Regions from separate parts of the Salvelinus alpinus genome. Here region 1 is linked to region 2. A link is a contact called in public Hi-C data. All regions are on one chromosome and are shown on one strand. The core of a region is the stretch at or near the end of the contact, and the rest is flanking DNA. Distances in the headings are between cores, read along the strand shown. Region 1 holds the start of LOC139567911 (B-cell lymphoma/leukemia 11A-like). Region 2 holds the start of ccdc85al (coiled-coil domain containing 85A, like).

The links. A called contact is a pair of places that touch in the nucleus more often than the background predicts.
Region 1: a Hi-C map of red muscle shows a contact between it and region 2, with 7 times the contacts expected there. The contact joins the promoter of LOC139567911 here to the promoter of ccdc85al in region 2. A contact is called at or near these places in 2 of 3 Hi-C or Micro-C datasets (muscle and red muscle).

Annotation. Positions count from the first base shown.
Region 1 is chr2:80,993,103-80,997,226 of SLU_Salpinus.1, reverse strand. It overlaps LOC139567911 (B-cell lymphoma/leukemia 11A-like), which reads right to left and starts at 1,672. Exons shown (of 3, transcript XM_071389516.1): 1 at 1,226-1,672. The coding sequence starts at 1,280.
Region 2 is chr2:80,840,785-80,844,524 of SLU_Salpinus.1, reverse strand. It overlaps ccdc85al (coiled-coil domain containing 85A, like), which reads right to left and starts at 1,578. Exons shown (of 3, transcript XM_071389514.1): 1 at 1,203-1,578. The coding sequence starts at 1,439. It overlaps sec23b (SEC23 homolog B, coat complex II component), which reads left to right and starts at 2,160. Exons shown (of 17, transcript XM_071389512.1): 1 at 2,160-2,366.

The DNA.
Region 1 (4,124 bases), core at 423-2,922, 150 kb before region 2:
GCAGGCAACGTAGTTAAAGCTATAAAGTAGCCTAGATCAAGTTCAAGTTCATCGACGTGTATGTCCACAATCATATTCTGCCCCCTACCGGCGCCGTCTATAAATACACTACAATTGAAGGCATATGTTACGAGAACCTAATTTGCTTCCTCCGAGAATTGAATGGTAAAAGAGAAACAACCGTGTAGAAACATTGTAACGATTTACAGAATATGTGGGAAAAAAAACATTTTTTTTTTTACGGAAAATCATATTATGTAAACTCGTTTCCAAATGATCTAGCCCCCGGTAACGTAAAAAGAAGAAGAAATGAGCACCGTTGAAATCATGCCATTATACACCACGGCATAAACAGCATAAAAGCAATAGCTTATTGAATATACATTTATAACTCATAAATGACTCTAAAACACCACTTCAGTATGCCTGCCCAAATGTAATATGTTATTGCATAAAACCTCCCGTGTCCCCTCTCTGAAATTAACCTCTTCGTTAAACGTAACGTAGCGGAGTGTCCAATAGTAGATTTAATAGAACGTCTCCAATTATTCCAATGCTTATTGTATCCATTCACATTAAGTCATGATGTAAACGATAACAATGTAATTGGATCACTGGGTTATACGGAGGTGCAGTGGTATTCTTGGATCGTGAACTCTATCCTATATCCCTCGATATCAAAGCTGGCTAGGTTCCACACACGAGGTCTTCTGTATGGGCTATGAGTATGTAAACACCCCTTCTCCCCATTCAAAAAAGAAAACATCTCTCGAAAAAAAATCTACGCTATCAAACAAATAGTAATAACAAAGTGTAATTGCATATTTGGGGATAAACTTTGCTTTTCGTAGCGTATTCCATATCAGAAACAGATATGACTAAATATAAATATCCACAGGATACCTTGATAGGCAAATGTATCCCTCCACTGCAGCCGATATGTCATTTAATAGCGAAATAAGCCTGTGTTGTAGCATCGGCACATACATGCAAAATAGCCTTATACGTTATTGTTTACCAAATATACAATATTTTCCAAGGTCCAACTTTTTTCGATAGAAAGTTATCCGATTCAATGACAGCGTTCTTGACACGCTGTTAAGTTATGTCCACGGGTCCGCGTCATGTCCAGTTGCCTACAAACATTCTCCAAATACATTGAGAAGAGGCCGTGTGTGTTCTAGTTTACCAGATTATAGAAGAAGCAATTTTCAATTCTACTTACGCGAAAACTCCCGCTTGCTCAAGTGCTGGGGTTTGCCTTGCTTGCGGCGAGACATGTTGGTAAGTGGTGGCGTTCAGCTTAGTTCACATTGGCAGAGGCGTCCTACAATGTAATAGACTCCAGATAAAATATCTTCATCGATGCGTTTGACATCCAAAAAAATGAATTATAGATCACATCACGATGACGCGCGGGGCACGGGCTGTGCGGCAGTCTTCATGACTCTTTTGCAAAGACAGAGAGAGGGATATGAGCAAAGCCCCCTGAGCTGCAAGTTCAAGTGCGGACGTGACGTTCCTACGAACTTGAACGTCAGTCGATGGATGGACATAGAGATACAACACATGGGCAGGGCAAAGCTGGGGAGTAGGAGGTGGAGATAGAATAACAAAACCAGTGGACAGTCATTACTGGATCCGTATATGAAAAAAGAAAGGGACCCCGAAGACGCCAATGGACAGAGAGATCAGGGGGGCCGGGCCAATAGAGAAGGAGAGAGCGAGAGAGAGAGATTGGAAATGAACGTGAACCTTGGGATACAGCACATCCAAGTGGAAGGATTCTTGGCAACAAATATGGAGAAAATATGGGACCATTGTATATGATCCTAAGAATAAATATGAACCATTACCCTATTACTGCATGGAAAACAACAATTTATAGTGGAGAGAAAAGGATGCGAGTGCACTTTACGGATCGATTTAATTGGATATAATAAAGTAAATAGTCCTATTTAATTAATTGTGGACATCTATCTCCGGGCCGTCGGTAACCAATGGGTTAAAGAAACGTATGTTACAATGATACAGCCCGATAGGCTATACGCTTTATTAAATAGGCTATATTTAAGAATGTCATATTTTAGCAGTCCATAGCCTACCACCATATTTTGTCCATTAAATAATACCCTAATGTTGGTTCTTGCGCAAAAGCACTCCACATCTTGCACTAACGATATAATATTACGACGTCACATAATAGGCATACATTCCATTTTAAAGGGTAATAAATCATGAAATAACTAGGCCTATCAAATCATTTAAGGTTATTGGTAGTGATATCATCGGTGTTCCGAAGGCTGTCAACACCAATTTACCAATCACAGGCCTATAACAGGCAGGTTACTTCATCAAAGTGGACACTTTTGATATTTGAATTTAATTTCAAAGCATGTCGACATGAGAAAATAGATATTCGTATTGTTTTTGCTATCAGATGATTCTAGTTCACACTATCACTATTCAATGAAGTAAAATAGGCTACAGTAAAATACAGATATTCTGTAGGCTACAGTAAACCTGTTAGTATTTGTTTCTCCCGGACTTGGGTTGTCTTGCCATCTTGAAGAAAACTCATAGGCTACTACTTCACACAAATGACGTTCTTCTCTTCCTTGTTTTAATGCCCCTTGCGTTATTATTTTGCGTTAGAAGCTTAACCTACATTTCCCATATGAACAAAAGTCGACTATAATAAAATAAGTAGCCTAATTAACAAAAAGGTCATTATATGTGTTAATTATGTGCTTTTCCCTCATAAGGAAATGTATTTGTGTAGTCTAATCCACATGCGTAAAGTTATCGTTGCCCACTGAGATAAAAAAAAAAATCTAAGACATATTTCTGTTCACATGGCCCACTGTTAGTGTAATATAGTGTCATATTTCACACAATGTAAACATGGTAATTAAAATGTTTGATACATCGTAACATAGCTTAAATTACAGGCGAGCCAAACAAACAAAACAGGCTAAAACTGGAGATGTTATCAGCCTTGCAGAAGTTTTTTAGTTTTAGTTTTTGGAAACTAAACTATTTTAATGTAAGCAGTGTGCGCTTTGACAGGCCACTGTTGACAGCTTACTTGCGCTTGGCCTCTGCGTCTTAGGCACCCTGTGGTAGCGTGTAGCCTTCTACTGCACCATCACACGTCTATACAACGGCGCTTTCTAGCGGTCCTTTGCTAATACTGCGAAGGAGACATTATTTGAAGCCCACCCTGCACTTTATGTTATCTTCCAGTGGATGATGCTAAAGGATCAGAGTAGAATCCACATCTGCCTGGCATAGTGCTTGCTCCTGTAGCCTATAGTTTACATCAGACACAGTTCAACACAGTTCAAAGAGCCATTCAACATAGTTTAATTTAAGCTATTTCTTGTGTGCTTTGTATATTGTATTAGTAATTAATTGTTATTATCAATTCGGTCTTCTCATTGGAACCCGTTCTACTTCTATGGGGCATAAATTAACAGCAGTTGCCTGGGTATTAAACGAATCAAACTAGGGGAGATTCTCAAATGGAAAGAACTCTTTCCTCTCTTTGAAACGGATTAGTGGTCCAGGGTCGAGTAGTGGAGGATAGTGTCAATTCGTTAGTAGGTGAACAGAGGTCTTCTGCACAGAATATCCTCCTGGTGGCTACCGCAAAAGTGTTTTAAAATCTGCCACCCATTTGAATCAGCTGTTGTTTTCTTGGAGGAGAAAAAAATGCACACATTTAAAAATATACTCTTCTTATCCTTTCCTTTATGAAATGTCTTCCACGACTAGCTGAATTATACTGAACAAAAATATAAACGCAACATATAAGGTGTTGGTCCCATGTTTCATGAGCTGAAGTAAAATATCCCAGAAAAAATGATTCATACACACAAAAAAACGTATTTCTCTCCAGTTTTGTGCACACATTTGTTTACATCCCTGTTAGTGAGCATTTACATTTTTCCAAGATAATCCATCCACCTGACAGGTGTGGCATATTAAGAAGCTGATTAAACAGCATGATCATTACACAGCTACACCTTGTGCTGGGGACAATAAAAGGCCACTCTAAAATGTGCAGTTTTGTCACACAACACAATGCCACAGATGTCTCAAGTTCTGAGGGAGCGTGCAAT
Region 2 (3,740 bases), core at 329-2,828:
CAGCTGCTCATAAACCTCTGCATTACATAAATATGGATGTGAAAATTTTGGATTTAAGAGTGGTAGAGGGCAAATAGTCCGTGAGTGAGCTGCGAGAGGGAGCCAGGGAGGGAGGGCAAGCAAAGCACCAGGCCAGAACATACCTCTCTCTCTCTCATTTGCAACATGATGGCATCTTTGTCCAAAGTTCTCCCACCTCCCCTAATTATCCATAATAACATACTCCTCAGACCCTCCAGCACGTGTACTTTAATTAGGTACCATGGTGCTTCGGGCTGGGCTTTTGGGTCTGCTCTCTGGAGCAGCCAAGGATCCTTCCTCCATCACCACGTGCTTCATCTCAGTCGCTCCTATCTCGTTTTAATGAAGCTCAGAGTATTGGAGGAGGATGTTAAATCAAGTCTATGTAGCTTGGAGAAATAATAAGATTATGCCAGGATTATTATTGCTAGTTACACTGCGCCAAATAAGATTTGGGAGAGAGAAGTCATATATTTGAGGAGTTTAATGAGTATTCTGGGTTCAATAGGGGCGGCAGCGTAGCCTAGTGGTTAGAGTGTTGGACTAGTAACCGAAAGGTTGCAAGATTGAATCCCCGAGCTGACATGGTACATATCTGTCGTTCTGCCCCTGAACAAGGCAGTTAACCCACTGTTCCTAGGCCGTCATTGAAAATAAGAATTTGTTCTTAACTGACTTGCCTAGTTAAATAAAGGTAAAATACAAAAGAACTAGGTTTACTCCTGTAGCCTAGTAGAGTTTGTTGATGATATTCCAAGAGCAAGCACCAAGGTTGTGCCACAGGCCTACACACCAAAGCTTTTGCAAAGGAGATGAAGAATAAAGACAACAGGTGAGTGAGCGAGAAAGAGAGAAGAATGATGATGCTTGACATTCAGCCCAGATGCCCTCTCACTATGCTGTCTGATGGAAGATGATAGATGCACACACACACAAGTAGGTACATGCACGCTCACAGATACATGCACAGGGAGAGGGAGAGAGATCTTGTAAAATGAAATGAACTTATATACATCCTGCCTCCATTTCATCATGTGGACAGCGGCGCCCTTTAAAGAACGCGCAAACTCAACTCCGAACACCCTCTCATGCTGTGCGCGCCCAGGTGCGCCAGTGCGGCCTCCCCGACGTTAACTATGATCTCATCTTTTTAAGAAATGTCGTGCGCACCCATCCCTCACCTTCAGCCCTCTTATCTCGTTCAAGTGCAGCTGGAGGCTGCGATTGACCTCGCGGATCAGATTGCTGTGGTCCAGTATCACGCTCATTTTATCGGCTTCAGACCGCCGGAGCCGCCGCACCAAATCCTCTTTGGTCCACTTGAGAAGGTCCTCGTCCTGTATATTTGAGATGTCCTCCGCTGGACTTTCACTCTTTGTTATGGACAGCGAAAGCTGTGGCTGACTAGCTTTTTCCATCCCTACGGTTCCGTTGTCGGTAATACCGGTGACAACAGGCTTGAAATACAACTCAGAGGGCACTGAGAGTCAACCTCCGCTCGCATCAGCCGCACAAGTCAAACTGATCCGGAATTACCGTTCGAAATCAAATCGCATAGTTGCCTGACCTCTCTCTGTGCGCCGAACACTTCAGCCCCCAAATGCAACAGCTGAGGACGCCGCCGACTCCCTCGTCCAACAGTGAAATATAGCCCTAGAAAAGGCTACGTGCAGCTATCTAACATCCCGAAACCCCGACATGGACTGTTTTTTAGTTCATGCAAGTTTGCACCTGAATGCATCCACATTTAGTCTCTTCCGTCCTGAAGTGGAGAGAGCTTTGACGGGTAGCGGGTTGCTGATGCGCATCTCCCGCCTCTTGTAGCTGTACAGTCCAATACATAAGGGAGGAGGAACCGCTGTAGCATCGCCAGGCAAGTGCACTGCGCGTGAATAGAGGGAGAGAGCGTGACTGCAGTGACTAGTAGAACCTCCTCTCTCTCTCTCTCTCTCTCTCTCTCTCTCTCTCTCTCCATCCAAGTGTCTCCATCAAATGATGCGGGGTGATGGGTATGCTTTGGTACCCAGCGCCATCTACAGATCAAACGCCATAGGCTACAGCATTTCGTCATCTTTATTATAGGCCTACAATAAATTCAGGACTTCATTTCCCATGATCCTCGTGTGCGTGCTTGTATCCTACGTCATGGACACGAGGGCCAGAATATGTAGTAACACGTCATTCTACTGAAGTAGAGGAATACCGGCCGGGAGTTGACCCCACAGATTCTTCGCTCTCTCATTCTGTTTGCGCATCGGTATTTATCACCTAAATGCTGATCCGATTTATTACAGTCTAATATTTATTTACCTTCGTCTGGATTTCCAACCGGATCTGTATAAAAGGTATGGTTCTCCGTCTGATCTGCCTGCATCAATTTGATGAAAAGTGTCTAGCTAGGCCATTCTGTTTGCGTTTCCTTGGTTCGTCCAGGAAAAAAGCCGACTAAAAACTGGGTTAGTCCGTTAGCAAGGCTAGCCTAGTTAACATCTGTATCGTTCATTTAACTTGCATGGTCGTGTTTTATATCAAGTTATCATGATATGTCGATGGCAGATTGACTTTAGAAACACTCCCGGAATTTGATAAAATGCGTTAGCTAACGTTACCTAAGATTTCAATGTTTCTAGCCAACGTCAACTAGAACCTGTCGCTAACTAGCTTGTTGCTGCTACTAGCATCCGCCTCCTTTCAGGAAGGCATCTCTACCAGGGACGAGATCCTAAAATGTGATTTGTGATACCTGTCTAACCATTTAACTGCTACAACATGCTTGTAGCTAAATGTTGCCAAGATGATCATCATTTGGTTCCTAGTAATGGCCAGTAATAGCTAAGATATGCCAGTATAGACCGTTTTTAGTCTGTCCATGTAAGCACTCAGTTGTGTAATCAATGGATCAATGCTACTTCGAGTTAAGGGTCCTGTAGGCCAGCTGTCAATCACCTGGTAGAGTTGTTTGATTGCAGAGGGTTCCCCTGAATGAGAGAGTGGAGAGGTGCGTGTTGGCGTTCATTTTTGTTCATATCTGAATTAGATAGCTGAAGTGAACTATGGTTTGGAACAGACAGTTCTGTCTTGATAAGTGTGTCAGAAGACCATCAAGTGGTGGTGGTCTGTTCCATAACATTACATGGAATTACATTACAAGGAAACGTTCCATAACATTCCATAACTAGGGCCCTGTGTTTTGTGCAATCATGTGACATGCCTGTATTTTTACCAAATTGCCGCTTTAATGCTTTTCCATTGAACTCAAAATGTCCCCTTTTCTTTTCATGTGAGATGTTCCAATGCCATCATCAGACAATTTTATTACATTTTTTGTGTATTTCTCATTTCTAGATAAGATCAGATATAAAATGTACATGTCACATGATTGTGCAAAACACAGCATATGTCTGGACTTCCAAAGCTATAGAAATCTACGACATCTGGTTACTGCCGTTCATACCTACCGAGGCATGTAAGCCCAAGTCTCACTCGTCCCTGAAATGTTACGTAGTTGAAATAGTTGTGACCAACATTTACGTAGGATTCAAAATTAGCCCAGGGACTCTTTAAGTATCAAAACATGCCAAACAGGTTTTGATGACGAACATCATCGTCATCCATATTCCACATAGGCCTCCACCTATGAACTTGGAACAAAGCCACGGAAAGAGTGAAAAGTGAGAGTAGCTCACCCCGAACTCCAGACTCAAACAGCTCTCGGAGAA